Linked DNA regions of Mus musculus: region 1 is linked to region 2. The links are chromatin contacts, called in public HiChIP or PLAC-seq maps. All regions are on one chromosome and are shown on one strand. Each heading gives the region's core, a stretch centred on a gene start, on an enhancer-like site or on the middle of the called end of the contact. The rest is flanking DNA. Distances are from core to core; before and after follow the strand shown.

What was found. HiChIP or PLAC-seq counts read pairs in DNA pulled down with a chosen protein or histone mark.
Region 1: a contact with region 2 is called in an H3K4me3 HiChIP or PLAC-seq map of bone marrow-derived macrophages, with 3 times the contacts expected there. The contact joins two enhancer-like sites. A contact is called at or near these places in 3 of 115 datasets of contacts at active chromatin or transcription factors (bone marrow-derived macrophages, embryonic stem cells and pancreatic cancer cells).

Annotation. Positions count from the first base shown.
Region 1 is chr6:51,756,190-51,759,048 of GRCm38.p6, reverse strand. No RefSeq gene overlaps it. Among named protein-coding and RNA genes, the nearest start is that of Gm38811, 46 kb to the right of the region's middle. Within about 2 kb of position 1,333, at least 20 of the 459 cell types and tissues checked have an H3K27ac peak or open chromatin away from gene starts, as enhancers often do. A contact at or near this core is called in bone marrow-derived macrophages, where this site is marked.
Region 2 is chr6:51,382,605-51,385,559 of GRCm38.p6, reverse strand. All of the region lies in intron 1 of Gm6559 (predicted gene 6559), which reads right to left. Among named protein-coding and RNA genes, the nearest start is that of Gm6559, 4.4 kb to the right of the region's middle. Within about 2 kb of position 1,374, at least 50 of the 459 cell types and tissues checked have an H3K27ac peak or open chromatin away from gene starts, as enhancers often do. A contact at or near this core is called in bone marrow-derived macrophages, where this site is marked.

The DNA.
Region 1 (2,859 bases), core at 84-2,583, 370 kb before region 2:
TCTGTACCTTTTCTTGTAGTTAGAGTTGGCCATGTGACAGAATCTCAGCCCTTGGAAAGTAGCCAAACTTGGAAAATTAAAATCATGTCCTTGGTTAGAAAGTGAGTGAGTCTGAGATCCCTAGAGGGCGATGAAGACCCAAGTGAGAGGGCACCAGGGTCCCTAGCACTATGTGGAAGCCTGCCTCAGACCCACGCCCATTATAGGACTGTAATTGGGTTGTAATGGAGAAATTGTATGCTATACTCTTAGACCGAGAGATGTGCAAGGCCTGGGCTCTGTTCACCTGTGAGGTCTGATTGCTAATTTTGAAGGATGTTGCAGACATCCTTGTTATACATGATCATGATTACATTGTTGTTGTTGTTGTTTTTTAAGTATTGATTATCTAGAACTCATACCATTCTAATCATTTTACTGGATTTTACTATTAAGTACTCTTAAGGTCACATTCAAGGAACTAGGGTATACTGTGGGTTTTAACAAGCATAGCGTTCCATCTTTGTATGCAACAATGACACACTGATAGCTTAAAATCAATCACAGTGGTAGTATTTACACTATGGTAGTTGGCAAGCCTTGCAAACGACAATCCTCTCCACTGAAAAGGTTAAATATTCGCCAGTACATCAATTTAAGATTTACCATGTATGAAAGCAAATGTTCTCCAATACACTGGCTCTAGAGGACGAGGACATAATGAGTAAATTCACCTGGCTAGACGTCCCTGGGCATGAGGAAGAGTGGACCACAAGCCCCAGAAACAGCCAGTGCCCCGGCAGTCAGCGTGCCCGAATGTGACTTTATATACTCCTTGCTAATTTTCCTAACGCTAGATTACCGTGACAGAGGCACGGTCATTGGTATTGCCTGCTTTCCCATGGTTTGAGTGACTGTGAGTGAGAGTGGAAATAAGTGGGTTTCCACCTATAGCCCTCACCTAAATCAAGGGAGGGAATTTCTCCATGTCTTAACTCTCAACAAAAACATATCTTTTTTGCCTCAGCCTCAGAACTGGACTTACACAGAGAGCAGAGAAGCCAAGAAGGTTGGGAAGGTTGGCCACGGGGCCAAGGCAAGTCCTGGTCTGCAGGTGTGGGGACAGCAGGCTTTGGGCCAGAGCCTGATCCACAGTGTTTGGAATTCACCGGGTTTGCACATGGCAAAATGATCCAAATAATTATCCTTTGTGGAAGCCATAATATTTCACTTAGAGGAAGGCAGTGGGATCCTTGGGCAGCTCGGCCCTCCTCCACAGGATATAAACTGCTCAAGTAGACCCCAGAGTGCAGGGCCATTTGCGAGCGACATCGCACAATTCACAGGATGTTTCCTTGCAGACACTGAATGAACTAATTCTGCTAATAGAGTATTTGATTTAATGGCACATTAAAGGGGAAAGGGGAGCGCAGAACACATCCTTCAGTTCCATGGCTGATGGGTTACTGTAGATATCATAGGCGAGGGAGCCAAATTCTCCCCTGCCTCTGCAGCAGAGGCCGGTCATTTTGCAAGTCAGGTTTGGCTCAGTAACCTGGAGTAAAAAAAAAAAAAAAAACCTAAGTTCCTTGGGCTCTGTACAGAAGTTCAAATGCCTTGGAAGTCGCTCAGCCCTATTTACTACAAAATGAATCATCGAAACTTGCCACATCATGCCACAATAGGAACAAATCAAAAGGATCCAAGGCCACCTAAGGACATCAAGATTCTCTTCTGAGTCATTTGGTTTTGGTCTTTAGCCCTTCAGTCCCCTCCTGCCATTGCTAAGGCTCCTGGTGTGCCTGGCTCTGCTCCCAGCTGTTTACATATGTCCCTGGGTTCAGTCCCATTCTGTGGTGTCCCCTGGGTGTGGAGTGCTGTTGACATCCTATTTTTTAGACGAGGAATCTGATGGGTGGAGAGGTGAGGCACAAGAGTGATTTCAGTTGAGGTCCTGCTGACCCCAGAGGCTGGGCTAAAAGGATCCTTCCAAAGGGCCTTCTTCTCAGCTCTGTGCTGCAGAACTTACCAGTGTCATCGCTGAGAGATTAAAAAAAAATCTCAAATAAGATAGATAGATTAGATATTTCAATTTTTCCATTTCAATTCAGTCATTCAATTTCTAGAACTTGCTTACCTAAAACAACCTAATGTGAATTTCAAGGTTTTTTTTTTCCTCATGAAAACATTGTTATCTATCACCCTCCCAACCCTAAGAGTCAGGTCTCAGCACTAATTAGAGAAAATAGCAAAACTATCGTTCACTTGGTTGGTTTATTCTGTAGCTGCTCAGAGCCCCTCCCGTGCTTTCTCCTCATCAGCTGCAGGGTTGATACTGCAGGCTGATCCAGGGCAATCCCCTCAGAGGGCTTTCCTACAGACATGAGCTGACCTCCGTGTGTGTCCCACCACATCCATCATGGGCTGTCAGGCCTGGATCACCTCTAGCTCTGTAGCCTATACCTCCCTCTGACCTGTACTGCATATACAGGCTATTATCCTTCCTGGCAGACTCTTCAGGATTTGCACAGGTTACCCCTCCATCCTGAGAAGTTGTAATTCTCAAATCTTGCTATTTCATAGCTAGCGCGGTGTCAGTTTCTCCAGTCAGTCACACTGAAGGCTCGACCTCCCTGTGCTAGGCTAGGGATCACTTCTTGCTGAATTTACTTCCACCATGGCACTTGTCACACCCTGGGCAGGGATGAAGTTCTAAGTACCAGCTTATCCTCAGTACCTGGCACAGAGACTCATCCTGAATGGATAATAGAATCACTCCAAACAACTAAGTTGGTCAGTGGTGGAGTAGGCATGAAGGCTTCTGGCCAATCAACACTTGCAGGCCAGATGATTGACTATGTAGATGGCCAAAAGGGTGAG
Region 2 (2,955 bases), core at 125-2,624:
TGGATATGCTGAAAACTGGGTCTAAATAAACATATATTATCATATGGGGTGGGGCGGCTCAGCAAATAGTACTGACTCTTTTCTGGATTTTTAAGTTTGGAGTTCTAGAGGAGCAGATATGACGGGAAAGGCCAGGATCTCTGTTTCACACAGTGGGTTCTTTAAATGTAAGCTCAGTCCATCACAAGCTTAAATGCTGTCTTCGGTATCTTTCCCACCCCTAGGACTTCCAGAAGGAGACGTTTGACCTCTGCTCAGGACGGGCTTTCTGAGTTCTTCACAGAAGGGGTCCATTCATCCTGTGCACCAGATGGCAGACTTCATCTCTGGAATTCATCTGCTTTCTAGGCTCATGTTGCCAATTCATGAACGTGACTTACAAGGAGGGTTAGAGATAGGCTTAGCGTTGGTTTTGCTTTGTTCTGTTCTGTTCATTTTATTCGAATGTTTTATTGTGATAAAAAATACATAACATGGACTAGAGAGATGGTATAGCCATTAAAAGCTAGGCTCTCAGCCGGGCGTGGTGGCGTACCCCTTTAATCCCAGCACTCGGGAGGCAGAGGCAGGCAAATTTCTGAGTTCGAGGCCAGCCTGGTCTACAGAGTGAGTTCCAGGATAGCCAGGGCTACACAGAGAAACCCTGTCTTGAAAAAAAAAAACAAACAAACAAACAAAACCAAAACCAAACACAAACAAACCCAAAAGCTAGGCTCTCACAACCAACTCTTTAAAATGCAGATACCATAAAATTTATCATTTTAACCATTTTAGTGCACAGTTTAGTGGTGTTAAAGGCACCCCACGTTCAATACCAATAACTCTTTTTATATTTTTTTCCTGATCTTTTTACTAGATATATTCTTTATTTACGTTTCAAATGTTATTCCCATTCCTGGTTTCCCCTCTGAGAACCTGCTATCCCCTCCCCCGTCTCCCTGCTCACCAGCCCACCCCCTCCCGCTTCCTGGCCCTGGCATTCCCTTGTATTGGGGCATAGAACCTTCACAGGACCAACGGCTTCTCCTCCTATTGATGACCGACAAGGCCATCCTCTGCTACATATGCGGCTGGAGCCAACTCTTTTTATCTTATAAAACGAAAACTCAACTTCCTCATCTCAGCCCCTGCAGCTACCAGTGTGAGCTTGGTTTTATATGGTTCCCTGGAAATTACAATATGACATGTCAATACAGTTTTTTTTTTTTTTTTTTTTTAGGGAATACGGGCATAATTTCACTATATTTCTCCACTTAAAAAATTGAGGAAGGAATTTCTTTGTCTCGGACCAAATTAAAGTCCCTCGGGGACAAGCTTGAGAGCGGGTTGGTCGTCTTTAACTGCACGCGGAGCGTCGGAGCAACTTGGCCAAGAACAAAGAGCCCTGTTCACGTAGGCAAAACAGCGACACCTGCTGATCGATCGCAGAATTACTTTTCAGACAGATTGCTGAGGGTTTTTTTTTTTTTTTTTTTTTTCCTGTCTCACTGTGTACTGGCTTCTATTTGGAAAAGCTGTTGTCTAATCATAGACTATGAATGTTATTTGTTCGAGTCAACTCTGGGATTAGGCACACGGTAGCCAGGCAGGTGCTGGTGCTCTCTCAGGTCTGGTTCACAGCAGGTGGGCGGGCATGTGTGAGCTGCTTGTCCTGACCTGGAGCTTCACCAGCTTCTCTGTGACTGCCAGCTTCTCTCCTTCCACTCTGTAGGGAAAATGTCTCTACCGATCCCTGACCCTGTTCACACTAACCCCCTTTCATAATGTCTTAGAAAAAAAGAGAGACTTTCGTTGCAACCTCACTCCTTAAGTGGCCTAGGAAGGAAGAACGTGCGAATCTTTCTCTTTGATTGCCCTGCCTTTAATTAAATTACACCTGCACGTTCTATATATGCACACACACTGTGACTTACATATATGATCCTTAAGGAGAGGCCCAGGATATATTTAAATCCTAATCTTACCTGATATGTCCCTAGCACGTTCCCAGCCTCATGTGTTTTTGTTACTCAAGCTTGCTGACAGAGGGAAACCTCCTGAGCTCCTGCTATGGTGGGTATGAAACACTCCCTCTCCCAAGTGGTTTCCAAGTCGGGTTGGGTTGTGAACTCTGCCACCCTCTTTTCCCTTCCCCAATTGAATCAGAATTTCTGGAGTTAGGACTCAGGAACCTGGATGCGTGATAAGCACCCAGGTGATTCCTCTGCTGCATTGCCAAGGATAACCTTGAACTCTGTGTGTGTGTGTGTGTGTGTGTGTGTGTGTGTGTGTGTGTGTGTGTATGAGAGAGAGAGAGAGAGAGAGAGAGAGAGAGCACAAGCGAGAGAAACAGAGAGAGAGAGGGAGAGAGAGAGAGAGAGAGAGAGAGAGAGCATGCTTACAGCAAGTGGAGGTTGAAGGACAGATGGAAATTGATGCTGGTCCTTACATTCTTCTTGTTCCACAGAGGGTCTCTTTGCTGGCTTCTGTTGGGTGAGCTGGACTGGCTGATTGATTCTTGGCTTCCCCTCCTGCCACAGATGAGTGCTACTGCTCTGAGCTTCAGGTGGCTTCTGGGGTTTGGATTCAATTCCTCCCTGGCAGACACTTTACCCACGGAGCACCCACTTTCCCACCCCCCGACCTTGAACTTCTGCTCCTCCTGCCTCCACTTCCGGAGCGTGGGGATTGGATACCTGCGTGCCTTTTCTCGTGGTGCTGGAATTGCAGACCAAGGCTTTGAGCATGACAAATCACCAGTCTCTTGAATCATAGCTTGAGCTATGCTGAGACTTGGGGTATATGCAAAGACACATACACAAATATGTCCCGGAAACAATTGTATGTTTTGACCGCTGATACTTTGTCTTCTATCTCATCAAAAGACTTTCGGTGCAGCCCGGGCCTAGAGTCTTTGGCAAGAGTCTGCCGTGGCGGCTTCTGCTATGCCTGTCACTGTGCACACATTCCGTGTGC